5 separate regions of the Mus musculus genome follow, and regions 2, 3, 4 and 5 are each linked to region 1. The links are chromatin contacts, called in public Hi-C, HiChIP or PLAC-seq and promoter capture Hi-C maps. All regions are on one chromosome and are shown on one strand. Each heading gives the region's core, a stretch centred on a gene start, on an enhancer-like site or on the middle of the called end of the contact. The rest is flanking DNA. Distances are from core to core; before and after follow the strand shown.

What was found. Promoter capture Hi-C pulls out the DNA fragments that hold promoters and counts their contacts. Hi-C and Micro-C count contacts between places; a contact is called where the count stands out from the background. HiChIP or PLAC-seq counts read pairs in DNA pulled down with a chosen protein or histone mark.
Region 2: a FOXA1 HiChIP or PLAC-seq map of pancreatic cancer cells shows a contact between it and region 1. The contact joins the enhancer-like site here to the promoter of Snai2 in region 1. A contact is called at or near these places in 2 of 39 promoter capture datasets (both in embryonic stem cells), 1 of 15 datasets of contacts at CTCF or cohesin (embryonic stem cells) and 2 of 115 datasets of contacts at active chromatin or transcription factors (embryonic stem cells and pancreatic cancer cells).
Region 3: a Hi-C map of epidermal suprabasal cells shows a contact between it and region 1, with 5 times the contacts expected there. The contact joins the enhancer-like site here to the promoter of Snai2 in region 1. A contact is called at or near these places in 27 of 39 promoter capture datasets (the 3T3-L1 cell line, 3T3-L1-derived adipocytes, the C10 cell line and 15 more), 8 of 15 datasets of contacts at CTCF or cohesin (the NIH/3T3 cell line, embryonic stem cells, large pre-B cells and 3 more), 43 of 484 Hi-C or Micro-C datasets (the 3T3-L1 cell line, the C10 cell line, the C2C12 cell line and 19 more), 19 of 115 datasets of contacts at active chromatin or transcription factors (astrocytes, cardiomyocytes, craniofacial prominence and 8 more) and 4 of 9 other capture datasets (adipose tissue, embryonic stem cells, liver and 1 more).
Region 4: an H3K27ac HiChIP or PLAC-seq map of embryonic fibroblasts shows a contact between it and region 1, with 17 times the contacts expected there. The contact joins the enhancer-like site here to the promoter of Snai2 in region 1. A contact is called at or near these places in 14 of 39 promoter capture datasets (the 3T3-L1 cell line, the SN4741 cell line, cancer-associated fibroblasts and 8 more), 2 of 15 datasets of contacts at CTCF or cohesin (the NIH/3T3 cell line and stem cell-derived epiblast-like cells), 16 of 484 Hi-C or Micro-C datasets (the 3T3-L1 cell line, 3T3-L1-derived adipocytes, the C2C12 cell line and 8 more), 18 of 115 datasets of contacts at active chromatin or transcription factors (the NIH/3T3 cell line, cardiomyocytes, craniofacial prominence and 9 more) and 2 of 9 other capture datasets (adipose tissue and pancreatic islet).
Region 5: a promoter capture Hi-C map of cranial neural crest shows a contact between it and region 1, with 6 times the contacts expected there. The contact joins the enhancer-like site here to the promoter of Snai2 in region 1. A contact is called at or near these places in 9 of 39 promoter capture datasets (HPC-7-derived erythroid cells, cranial neural crest, embryonic stem cells and 5 more), 3 of 115 datasets of contacts at active chromatin or transcription factors (embryonic limb bud, embryonic stem cells and kidney) and 2 of 9 other capture datasets (adipose tissue and embryonic stem cells).

Annotation. Positions count from the first base shown.
Region 1 is chr16:14,704,590-14,707,121 of GRCm38.p6, reverse strand. Snai2 (snail family zinc finger 2) reads right to left here and starts at 1,270. Exons shown (of 3, transcript NM_011415.3): 1 at 1,070-1,270; 2 at 1-411. The coding sequence starts at 1,148.
Region 2 is chr16:14,236,208-14,238,739 of GRCm38.p6, reverse strand. It overlaps Myh11 (myosin, heavy polypeptide 11, smooth muscle), which reads left to right. Exons shown (of 41, transcript NM_001161775.1): 10 at 2,276-2,371. Among named protein-coding and RNA genes, the nearest start is that of Myh11, 54 kb to the left of the region's middle. Within about 2 kb of position 1,274, at least 10 of the 459 cell types and tissues checked have an H3K27ac peak or open chromatin away from gene starts, as enhancers often do. A contact at or near this core is called in pancreatic cancer cells, where this site is marked.
Region 3 is chr16:15,117,626-15,120,157 of GRCm38.p6, reverse strand. No RefSeq gene overlaps it. Among named protein-coding and RNA genes, the nearest start is that of Gm41423, 4.7 kb to the right of the region's middle. Within about 2 kb of position 1,272, at least 2 of the 459 cell types and tissues checked have an H3K27ac peak or open chromatin away from gene starts, as enhancers often do.
Region 4 is chr16:15,084,132-15,086,663 of GRCm38.p6, reverse strand. It overlaps the pseudogene Gm46561. Among named protein-coding and RNA genes, the nearest start is that of Gm41423, 29 kb to the left of the region's middle. RefSeq lists an enhancer at 956-2,072. Within about 2 kb of position 1,268, at least 109 of the 459 cell types and tissues checked have an H3K27ac peak or open chromatin away from gene starts, as enhancers often do. A contact at or near this core is called in 3T3-L1-derived adipocytes, the C2C12 cell line, the NIH/3T3 cell line and 15 more, where this site is marked.
Region 5 is chr16:15,014,093-15,016,624 of GRCm38.p6, reverse strand. It overlaps the pseudogene Gm46561. Among named protein-coding and RNA genes, the nearest start is that of Gm33696, 74 kb to the right of the region's middle. Within about 2 kb of position 1,269, at least 6 of the 459 cell types and tissues checked have an H3K27ac peak or open chromatin away from gene starts, as enhancers often do.

The DNA.
Region 1 (2,532 bases), core at 21-2,520:
ACTTGCAGCTGAACGATTTCCTAGACTGGGCATCACAGTGCAGCTGCTTGTGTTTGGCCAGCCCAGAGAACGTAGAATAGGTCTTATTGCATAAATTGCACTGAAACTTCTCAGCTTCGATGGCATGGGGGTCTGAAAGCTTGGGCTGCAGTCTCTCCTCTTCGTCACTAATGGGACTTTCTGAACCACTGTGATCCTTGGATGAAGTGTCAGAGGAAGGCGGGGGACTTACACGCCCCAAGGATGAGGAGTATCCAGTAAGAGGAGAAAGGCCACTGGGTAAAGGAGAGTGGAGTGGAGCTGCCGACGATGTCCATACAGTAATAGGGCTGTATGCTCCCGAGGTGAGGATCTCTGGTTTTGGTATGACAGGTATAGGGTAACTTTCATAGAGATATGGGGAAATAATAACTGGAAGAAAGAAAAGGAAGGAAAGAAAAAATTAAGGCAAAATATTTTTAAAATATATGTACACAGTCTGAGAGAGACCATAACAACATGCAGGAGACTCCATAGGAGACTCTCTAGTGAAGACAGCCTTACTCACAGGACACACATAAAGTCTTCCCTTCACCTGGGCTTACTGTCCTCGTGCAGGCTGACAGTTGCCCTGACTAACCTTCATTCTGGACTAGCCTTGCTGTCCCAATTTAGAACGAAGAACTAGACACTATATTAAAACTTTTTATAAAGTTGCTTTTCATTTTATGCGTGGGCTGTTCTAGCTGTACCGTGCCTGTGGCGGGTAATGGCATGCACGAATCCAGCTGCTTTCCCAAGTGCTTGGCTTCAGGAGATTGCTGCTCAGGCGAGGGGAAGGGTGCGATCACGTCCGTGCACTCCTTTTGCGTACACACAGGCTCAGAGAACTATACTGCCCGACCGGAAGGAAGCTTTCCTTGTCAGCAAAGATCTCAAAGGTTTTGAATTAAAACTTAACCTAAGTAATCAAGAGACTGCAAGGACAGTTTTGGCACAGCATTAAAAGGAAAGCGGCCCGGTGTGTTCTCTGAGTCAAGCAATAGAACCGCGGTTTACTCGCGCACAGATTTACAGAGGCGATTTTTACCTGTGTGTGTGTCCAGTTCGCTGTAGTTGGGCTTCTTGGAGGCGTTGAAATGTTTCTTGACCAGGAAGGAGCGCGGCATGGTGGCTGCGGGCGGGCGCGGGCGGATAACGGTCCAGGCGGCGGTCCTATAGCATCGCGGTGGCTCAGGTGCGGCGGGGGACAGGCAGGCGCCTCTGAAGTCACCCGGCTCCCTGCCCGACTGAGCTCCTCTGGGCGGGGAGGCGCCTTCTCCGTTGCTTTTTCTAGAAGTAACCAATCACAGCCAAGAGGTTCAGATTTCAGCTCCTCCTTCTGGAACAGCTGTGAATAGAGGAAGACTCTGTTGTCAGACTAAATTTTTCTGGTTCAAAATGGGCTGCTCATGGCATTTCAGTGGAGGCTCAAAATACATTAAATGTTTTCAAGAAAGGAAATCTCGGTTCTTGAGCACTGGGGAAACGTGTTTCCGCTAGGTGACCTACGGCGACTTGGCTTCCAGATGTGGGCAGTGCCTGGCAAGGCGAGGGCGGGAAGGAAGGGCGGCCCTCCGGACTGGGACCGCGCAGCCCCTAGTGGCCAGAGAGTCTATATTTGGAAGTTGCGTCTGGAGGGGGGTTATTGCACACAAGCAGCTGTAGGCTCTGGCTTTTGGGAAAGGAAGGTAAAGGCTCCCCGCAGCTGCCACAGCAGGTCTAGGGCGGCGTGCCAGAAAGTTAACTTGCTGATCGCTGCGTTAGACACTTGAAAGTAAAGCCTTACAGCCTACCCCAGGAACTGGAAGAGTGTAAAGATAAAAGGGAAGGCTGGTGCAGACTCCGACAATAGGCAAACTCTGGAAGAAGTATGGAAAGTTCTGATGAAGACATGTGACAAGACTTCCTCCCTTTGTAGCGCATGGTATTTTAGAGAAAGAAAAAAAAATATGAATCTCTACTGACAATTCTTAGTGTCTGCCGTTACTTAGTGGTGTTTTCTTTAGTCTTCAAAAGCCTCCCCCTTCCTCACGCCACATCCCTGGTTTGCATTAAAAGATGGGGTAAAGGATTCTTTTGCCAAGTTCTTTGACTGGCAGTTTAGGTAGTCCAGTAGCCAGCCGGTCACTTCACTTGCATTTGCACATAGGGGTAGGTGTAAAAATACTCCGAAGTGATTCATTTTAAAAGTGCAGTTTTCACTGTGCCCACAGGCAACTCTGTTTATTTCAATGTTACCCTGACTCTTCCCAACAAAATTGCAGAATCCAATTCCCCCACCTCCCCACCCCAAGACAACTAACTTTTTTTTCGTAACAGGTGCTGGAAGAAAACAGCGGAAACAGAATACCACCAGCGATGTTGAGACTTGCAAGAGAAAAGTGCATTGTCAAGCAGCATAACTTCTTAATCTGGGGATGAGAAAACGGGCGTGTGAGCGGGGGAGGGGGAAACCCGCAGACTTCCTGGGTTAATTTCAATGATTCCTCTTTCTCTTTACAATAGTCACTG
Region 2 (2,532 bases), core at 25-2,524, 470 kb after region 1:
GGTCCTCCGTTGTTCAACACCACAGTACCTATTAGGCTGTAGTTTTCTTGACAACAAATGCAGTTTGTTACAGCCTTCGGGTTTGTAGCCACAGTGTAGATGGGGCTCGCTATTATTGCCCTGAATAGTGGTATCTCACTAGCTTGTGTTGGTGGGCTTAGGTGAGTGTGTGCGTTCCATGGTTACCTATGATGTTAGGAACACAGGACAGAGAGGTATAGGTGCTAAGAGCAGGCTCTTAGGGCTGAACACAGACACATCAGACCTGAATAAGGTGATGCAGGGTCTGCAAGGCTCTTCCCGGGAACTCAGCTGTGTTGACGAACTGATACTTGATGATAATCATTCCACAGTTGGCTCTGGAGCCCATTCACCCCCTGCTGGCTTCAGTGCTGTGGCTCCAGAGACACTTCCTTCTGGCTCAGACCAACTCCAGCATTCAGAATTAACTAGGGCAGGACTATGGTAAACTGGCCTCCCTTTCCACACCCTCTGGGGTCCCAGAAATATCCAGTTGCTACAGTGAGGACTATAGGATAGGCTGGTCCGTATAGAATAAATAGCCTATGGTCCAGAAAAAGAAAGTTCTAGGAGCTACATAGCAAGCTCAAGCAGACAGGCGTATAGACTAAGACCGTGTCTCAGAGACAAAATTAAACAAGCAAACCACTCATGGAGGCATACACCTTTAATCTCAGGACCACACAAGCAGAGTCAGAAGATTCTCTGTGAGTTCCAGGCCAGCCAGGGCTACACAGAGAAAATTTGTCTGAAAAACAAAACCAAAATAACAACAACAATGCAAACAAATGAAAACAGAAGAAAGCCAGGTGGTGGTAATGCACGCCTTTGATCCCAGCACTTGGGAGGCAATGGCAGGCAGATCTCTGAGTGTGAGGCTAGTGTGGTCTACAAAGAAAGTTCCAAGATAGCTAGGGATGTACATAAAAAACCCTGTTTCAAAAACAAAAATAGAAAAAGAAAATATCAAGGAAGACTTAAATCAGTGATGGAACATATAGGAACCAAATGGAGCAAGGGTTATCCCGATTGCCTTCTGTGGTGGTACATGCCTGTAAACAGCACCTGGAAGGGTGAGGCAGGAGGATTGATCTTAAGGTCAGCCTGAGCTAAGCAATGAGATCTGTCTGAACGTAGGGAAATACGCCAACAATCAATGCCCACAAGATAAACCAACATTTCCAGCTGCAGAGGTGGGCACTGCTGCCATCTACTGGTGAGTGATGGGGGTGCTGCTAAACATCTGTGGATGTACTGGACTGCTTTCTGCCCAAGAATTTCTACTGAATCAGCAAGGCTGAGCTGGCGTTAGACGGCGCACCCTCCCTCTGCAGGCACTTTGGCAATACCTAGCTTAGAGTTGTACTTTTGAGCACCTCTAGGCCAGCATATCCTAGTTCACAAAGTTCCTTTTGTGGGTGTTAGTAGGAAAGAGAACACCCTTGGCAGTGCCTTGTCTGTAACAGCTTCACAGTGAAGAGGAGTGGGGGTGGGAGTGGGTTGGTACATTAGCAACTGAATCTTTCTCCTCTTGACTATGTCTGGGCTTGTGGTATGAGGTCATCTGCTGTGAAGGAGACAAAACCCATGGTTTGGCCTGGGGACCAAAGGAAGATGGAGTTTCTAGGCTTTGTTACTAGGACATGATAACTTCTTGGTGACTGACTCCACAGTTCAAGTAGGTCTATTGGCAATCATCAAACACACCCTCTGCTCCTCCAGATATTCTTTACCTACCCATCTCTATCCATCCTCTATTTATCCACCCATTTACTCTATCCATTCATCTTTAATCCATCCATTTATGCATCTTTCATTCATTCATTTATCCATCTCTGCTCAGGTATCCATCCTCCATCCATTTATCCATCTATGCATCCATCCTCCATCCTCCTCCATCACTCCTACATCCACCCACCATCCATCCTCCATCCATTCATTCTTTCATGTATAATAGTCAGTGAGCTATATTTGGCCCATGACTGGAGCTTACAAGTCCCTGCTGCATAAAGAAATCCCATGTGATACAAGGTTTTCCAGCAACTTCCTGGCAATACTCATTTCCCACATTCGAGCATCTTCTTCTGTAAGTCAGGGAGTCAGACAATCTTGTCCAGACATGAGAACTCAGAACTCGGTCTACAGAGGGATGCCGCTGCTTGACTCTTAGTGTCCAGTGATGATTAGATTGATGGCTTTCAAAATACTTTGGCTGCTACTGACTAACCAATCCACTCTTCTCTCCCTACTTCAGCCATCTTGAAGGTAGTATCATCTGTCCTTCAGCTTGGAAACATTGTCTTCAAGAAGGAGCGAAACACAGACCAGGCATCCATGCCTGATAACACAGGTACTTGTCACTTTTCCCAGTGATGATAGCTTCTGGAATAAAGAAGCAGGTCACACTCAGGCACTGGTGGTATAGATGTCCTCCTTATCTATGGCTACACATGGCAGTCAGCTGTGGTCTAAAAGTACAAGTCAACACAAGGAGAGAGTATGACAGAGAAC
Region 3 (2,532 bases), core at 23-2,522, 410 kb before region 1:
TTCCTCAAAGTGTGATGAGTCCTATGCCTCTCTCATGGCAGAATTCCTTCTTCCTCTCCCCTGTGTTTCTTGCCCAGGAATCCTAAAAGTCCCTCCTCTTTCATTCTGTCCAGCCATTGGCCATTGGCAACTTTATTTCCCATTCAGAACCACCTGGGGGCAGGCTTCCTTTAACCTATGTAGAAGACACTGTAAACAGATTTTTTTTTTTTTTTTTTGAGTAACACAATTAGCATGAGAACACAAGCTGCTATAGGTGTGACCATATTCAAAGTTGGCAAGGATGATTGGCAGGTATAATTTGGGATACTTCTTGTATTTCAGCTGGTCTTTAAAGATTCAATAACTAAAGCATTCTGTGTTATTTGCTTGTGGTATTTTGTATCTCCTATCAAATCTTACCTGGGTAAAGAAATTCATGAATCTATGTATGAAAAGGCTAATAGGAATATTTTGAAATTTTTGCAGCTTAGAGTTCCCTTTTCCTAAAAATGAAGACTTTTCTAGCTCATTGGTTAATAAATAGCATTCGTTAAACAGTTGAAAAAAACTTAGCTACGTAAATTATTTTCCTTTAAGAGGTACTTGCCAGTTCAGCTTTTAATTTAAACCTGTTCTTCAAGATATCAATGATTAGACTCAAAAAAAAATATTGAAAGGTATTTGTAGTTTTTAATTAATACAAGTTAATTAAATAATTGAATCGTATTCAGGGGCTGACAGTGATTGCCCAACAACCTTAATCCCAGCACTGGAGAAAAAGATGTAAGGGATCCCCTGGGTCCAGAGTCAGCTTAGTCTACAAAGCAAGTTTCAGGTCATCCAGGGTTACATAGTGAAACCCTGTCTCAAAACACAAGCAAAAAACCAAACTAACTAAAGGAATAAAAACAAACAAAACAAAACAAAACAAAACAATTCATTGTTTTATTCATGTGGCAGTTCCTTTTGTTGGCCCTGAAATGAAACTCTGATCTTCATGCTTGTGCAGCAATACTCTTACCTATATCTGTACTGTTCAACTATACAATCTTGAGTATAGTGTTCAGTCTACTGTATCTTAGTTCTTTGTGTAGAAGATCAGCGTAATGAGAAACCCTAACTGAAGATTTGTTTCTCTGAGTAGTAAATTTTGCAATCCATGTGCTGCATTGAGGATTTTTCCTAGCAAACATCAACGGGCTTATTTAAGCAGGGAATGATCTTTAGGAAAGAAACCACAGCACAGTTTAAAAAGTACATTTAAAAAGACCAGGACCAGAAGAATCAGAACCAGACACACAACTTCTCTGAGGCTACAAGAGAAACTTGCTGCTTTGTAAGGGAGCACTTGGACAGATTCAATGGCCCAGATGAAGAGCCAGCAAGATACCGTGATGATTCTAATGCCGAGCTACTCATCAGTGGAAAATTTTCAGGAAGGTCATCCCAGTGTGTTCATCCCAGACTGTTCATGGTGGCTTTCTATAAATTGTTTTTTACAATACCTGCCTGAAAAGGTGGAACTATATAAAAAAAACTCTTCTGACTGGAGTGTAATGATTCGTGCTCAACATATGATCATAGACTTAATTAGAGAATAGTATACTGTAGGGTTGTAGGTCCGTGTTCACTCTACCACAAGGCACAGACAGGGGAAGTTTGACTGTGTTTATCCCATGCTGATGCCCTGGTGAGTTTTGGTGCTATAGGGAACCTCTGAAACACCTCTCAAGGGGTGGGAAAGTACCGTCTCAGATGTGGGAAAGTAGGAGCTGGTTCGGGGGTCCCTGAGCCTGTGACAAGGCTGGAGCTGAGGATGTTCTCAGATTCTTGGACATCCAGGTGCTGCCAGGAGTCACAAAAGAGCAGAGAATGAAATCAGGACCCATAGGCTGGGGACCGCATCTAGCCTGAGGCTGCAAGGGGAAAGGGGAGCTCCAACTTGTCCCAGAAGAGATGATTGTCTTTAGCTTGGCAGTTGCAGTCTTGGTGGCAGCTGTGGCTGAGAGCTCAGAGAGACCTTCTATAGGAGATTATGCTGTGATTCTGTAGGCAAAGGCCTTCTTCATGGCTCCTCATGGCAGATCTTGATAGAAAGAGGCAGTCCATGGTTCTTAACAGTTTATGGTCATGACAGAAAATGGATGTGTAAAACCATACCCCACTTCTTAGGGTGGGCCTGAGGTTAAATACCTTTTTCAGGGAGGAATATCTGGGAAGGGAAGCTTATTGGCTAAACACTCTGGACCTCTAGGTACTTCATTAGCATGGAGAACTCTGTTTTGGGCCTACATGACCACAAGTCACATCTCTTTTATGTGAGAACCATTGCACGTGTTCCCAGTCAGGAGTCTGGTGCCCACCAAGTCTCAGGGTCTTGACCTGCTCTACCTTACCAAACTTCCATAACACAGAAAGCAGCATTTACATGTTGATACTTTGTATTCTAAGTGTTGCAGAAGTGATCTTAAACTTAGAGCAATGTTTCTCAACCTGTGGGCCACCACTCCTTTGGGAGTTGTATATCGGATATCCTGCATATGAGATATT
Region 4 (2,532 bases), core at 19-2,518, 380 kb before region 1:
CTTCCTAGCAACCTGTTCCCACCACACCCAAGGAAATTCAACTACTATCCCAGTTCCTCTTTGAAAGAAAGAGCGCAAGTCTTTGGATGAACTTTATAGTTGCCGTATACCATATTTTTGTGGGTATTGAAATAGGTCAACATAGTTAAGAATGGGAAGGCTCAACCAGATCTGTGATGCTGTATGTTCTTAGATTCTTTTTTTTTTAAGATTTATTTTATGTATATGAGTACACTGTAGCTCTGTACAGATGGTTGTGAGCCTTCATGTGGTTGTTGAGAATTCTATTTTGTAGGACCTCACTCATTCCAATCTGCCCTGCTCGCTCCGGTCAACCCCACTCACTCCAGCCCAAATATTTATTTATTATTATAAATAAGTACACTGTAGCTGTCTTCTGATGATAGCTGTCTTCTGATGGTAGCTGTCTTCTGATGCGCCAGAAGAAGGTGTCAGATCTCATGAAGGGTGGTTGTGAGCCACCACATGGTTGCTGGGATTTGAACTCAGGACCTTCGGAAGAGCAGTCAGTGTTCTTAACTGCTGAGCCATCTCATCAGTCCATGGTCTTAGATTCTTGAGTCTGACTAAAAAGCTGACAGATGGGGAAACAAAGAGAGAGAGAGAGAGAGAGAGAGAGAGAGAGAGAGAGAGAGAGAGAGAGAGAGAGAGAGAGGAGCCACCCAAAACAAAAATAAAGTAGTAACAAAAATCAATCATGAAACATCAAAATTACTGTAAAACTAAAAACACTTCGAGCAAGCATGGCACAGACAGACTGCTTGAGCTAGGGGGTGGTTGGTAGAAGTCTAGGGTTGTAAAAAAAATGGTTCCTGTCTTCTTTTTATTACGACTCAGCTAGTAACAACTGTGTAGGCGGCAGGAGATCAGAAATAAATGTCTGACTTGGATTTTGCACAACTGGGTTCTGCTCCAAAGCGCACTGCCTGCCCACTGACCCAGCTCAAGTTTTATAGGGACAGCAAATAGGTATAGTTTGGGAAATCTCAGCCCCTCCTCCTGAAGGTCCGCACCCTGGAACTGGCTGGTTTGCAGGTTGCTCCTGATTAGAAAGCCGCCAGCTGTTCTGCTTCCCAATTCAATTCCGAGAACACCACAAAAACTTCATCTAGTTTCTTCTCTTTCCCCCCCCCCCGGGGCGATTTCTTCTTTGATTTCTTCTCCTCCCTCCTCTTTCTCTTTCTCTTGTTTTTACAGTCTCCTGGTAATGACTAATTGGCGGTGTTTCCCAACTTTTTTATGTTTCTCTTGCTCTTGTTACAAGCGGTACTAACCCCGTGATATCCACAGGGACCTATAGACAGCCAACATTTCCAAATGATATACAGCGTTCTCCTTTCTTTCAAAGTGTAAAACATTTACAAGGAAATGTACAAATGTATTAGGCACATTTCCCGGGTCGGTCATTAGCGCGCCTCTCTGAGCCGGGGTGCGCTGCCCTTCCCCCTCGCCCCTGTTTCCCCCCTTTCCCCGCCACGGTCCCCTCTGGATCGCGCGTTTCCGCGTGCCAGCGGGGCGGCCCGCGAGACCGCAATTGCTCTGGCCGGGATTGACGAGCCTCGGATGCCCATTTACTGCGCGAGGCAGCCACTCTGGAGCCGCGGCACATCTGGATGGAGTCAGCCGCCGAGCGCCAGGGGCCAGCGCAGCGCGGCGGCGAGCGCGAGGGAGGCCGGCTCCCGGGCCGCCTCCGCGCTGCCCCGGTGCGCCCAGGCTGGATTTCCTGATGTAAACAGATTGGCCCTGCTGGAAAATAACCGCTCTGCTCCCCATGTCACTGAGCGTGCTTTATCTGCTCAGGGTCAGCACTGTGACTTAGAAAAACAGAAGCTTTGCTTTAGATTTAAACAGCTCCAAAGCCACAGCTCATCTCTGCTGGGCCGGGAAGGGGAGGCTTGGCAACCCAGCTCCTGCCTTTGTGTTTACTTGTTCCAGTTTCTGGTAATTTGGGAGCTAATTTTATTATCTACAGTAGAATTGGAAACAAGATGCTTTTGCAGTTCACGACGCTAAGGGCATGTGTGAATCTCTGTGTAGAAGGTTGGACGTGTCTATTCAGCTGTGGTCCCCAAGCTCTGTGCCCTGGCCCTCCGCTGGTTGTCTCCTGGGGCACAGGGCTTCCTAGGGCGTGGCTGGCCATGGTTTAGGGTTCACCCTGGTTTACCAGAGCTGGGGATCCAATCCTGAGAATGTGAGCCCTTAAAGCCTTTCCCTACAGAACCTCATGAAAGTAGAAATCAGCCAATTGTAAAACCGTGACAAAGACGTTTTGACATGGCCAGTGGAGAGGGAAAATTCAAAATGATGGCAGAGCCTGGACTGTCATCGCCGATAATTAAAATGAAATGTAGATAGATATGTTTCCAGTTCAACAGCAAGCAATTCTAACAGCCATGTCTAGAAACTTCTACTGACAGAATCATCCTGGGATACTGACAGAGCTTCCCTAACAAGCAAGGACTGGTTTTGCAGACTTTAAAAAGAAACTCCGGGGGGAGGGGGGGCAATGTG
Region 5 (2,532 bases), core at 20-2,519, 310 kb before region 1:
AGATGAAATAACACTTCAAGAGAACCTCTGTAGATAAGAAGACTGTCTAAGAACCAAGTTCTCAATTCTAGCTGAGTATGTGTCCCATGTGTTCCCTTATTCACTCTCAGCAGGAAACCATAAACCTCTACATCCTAAGTTTAGTGATGGTGTCTCTGCCCCAAGTCATTACTCCTCAGGTCTTCTTGCTTGGTACTCTTGCTATGAAGGGTCTCACTCCCTGTATGTGATTATGGTTACCCCAGCTGTTATCTGAACCTAGCAATGTAATGCCTGACACATAGTGCATGCCTGCCGAATGGCATCCACACCGCAGTACTTCATAGGTGTTAGCTTATTTATATCATCAACACAATGTGTAGTAGCACTACCTTTACCCCCATTCCACTAGGTTTGATACCAAGTTAGTTTAGCTAACTTGCTGACCATCTCAGTCTAAACATGAGGTAGCAATTCCTTAAGATTGGTGACAAACTTCAGTGTTTCTCTTTTCTGTTAAAACAGGCAGAGGCAATACTAGTTATGAGAAGTTTGAGAAAAAATAAGAGTGGTGACAGGTGTGTGGTTCTTTCCCACAAGCCAGTTCAAGGATTCACTGTAGATTATCATTTCTGTTGGTTAGGACTGTCATTCAAGTCATGATGCTCATAGCCACTGAAGTTAGAGTGCAGCTTTTTATATCCCTTTTCTCACTCCTTTCTTTCCTGGAGTGAAAAATTTTTAGTCTTGAGTTCAACCCTAAGGTACCCAAAGATCAGGCTGGATACTTGCAGTATTATGTACAGGAAAAGGTGGGGCCTTGAATTTGGACTGGGGGAGATGTCTATATAGGTCTATGTAGCTGATGGGCCTTCACTGGACCAGGAGGACAGCTGCTGTAATTAAGGGCAGGCTTTCAAATGTTTAATTTTATGAACTCCTAGAAAGCTTTGACCTCCCACAAAGGCTGTCTTTTGAGTACAGCTTTTCACTGTTACACGGGCATTATTATTACTTTGCTGTGTGGTGGCTGGATATCCTGTGTCAATGTCCTCTCAGCTAGTATGGAGCAGAAGCTCCCTTATCCAATTAATTAATTAATTAATTAATTAATTAACTAATTAATGGGTGAGATGAAGAAAGGTCTTGTGGGATCAGTGTAAACATGCATCACTAAGTACTGTAGTTCTGTCCCTGCATTAACAGTGAATATACCCATATTGGAGTATGCATACTATGGGAGATGTCTGTAGATGGTGATATCCATGTGTTGTCTACTTAACAAAGAGTACAGTGATCCCACAGAAAGGTGTCCTGGCCAGCGACAGCCAGTTTTCACACAGCAGAAGATCTTATTGCTTAAAAACATATACTTCATTGATTTTCACACGACTTGAAGTTTACTTTCTCAGTTTAGATCTGAAGGGTCACTATAACCTACTGATGACTTTAGAAAAAACCAGTTTTTGTCAGAAATAGATGAGGTAGACAGCTGACCAGGAGAGCAGTGCAGCACAGGTCCGGCCAGCAGAGATTCTGCATTGCACAGAGTGAGAGGAACTCACCTCATTCTAGTGTCACATCCCGAGAAAGACTGACTAACTTGCTCTACAAACAATAGATTCACCGACTTCTGTAACAGTGCTGTGACCCCAGAACACAGTGAGTAGGAATGTATAGCACACTCCTCAGCCATCAAGCATCCACAGTGATTATAGAAATAGTGGTGGTGAATCTCAATTACTTCCACATTGCCTGGCCCTCTTCCAGGACTACCCCTACCCCCTGCCATTCCTTGACTGCCATTCTATCCTTTTCATATTCCATCCCTGTGGGGCTTCAAAAATACTCAGGCAAATGCACAGATATGAAATTTGGAATTGGCATTTTCACCACAATTATCTCTCAGTTAAACATCACTTTGTGAGACTCAACGGCTTCAGAGAGGACATTGGTGAAGGTATTATGTAGATAGATTTTTTTAATCTTTAATATCCATTGTTCTGCAGAATATAAATAAAGCTATAGCTTTTTCATCCCACCATCCTTCTAGATTCCTTCTCCTCAAATAATTCCATACTTCTGATTCTTTAAATCTAAAGAAAGTAGAATTCAGGTTACTTTTCATATTTTGCAATCTCAGTTTAAATTCAAGCTGTGACAATGGCAGGAAGGGGGTATGTTGGATATGAAACCTTGGCTCCTAAGAGTGAAAGAATCACCTAACACTAAAATTCCAGCAAAGTATAAGGTTTAGAGAAATAACTACAATCTGTTGTTCTACTGCATGAGCCCATAACAACGTACTGTTCACATGGAAAGCAATACGGCTATATGGAAGGAGACCCTGTGCCTTGCCTTGTTTCCCCTTTGAAGCCTGAGCTCTTCTTTTGGGGCTCAACAGCCTTGGACAAGGGACTTACCTAGGTGTTTCACCTGCCTTATATTTTAATAGGTATTATAATAATACCAGCCTTATACTGTCATGTGTGAGAATTTAAAAAGCAAATTTATGAAGACTATTAGGAAAATATCTAGCACGTAGTATGTGCA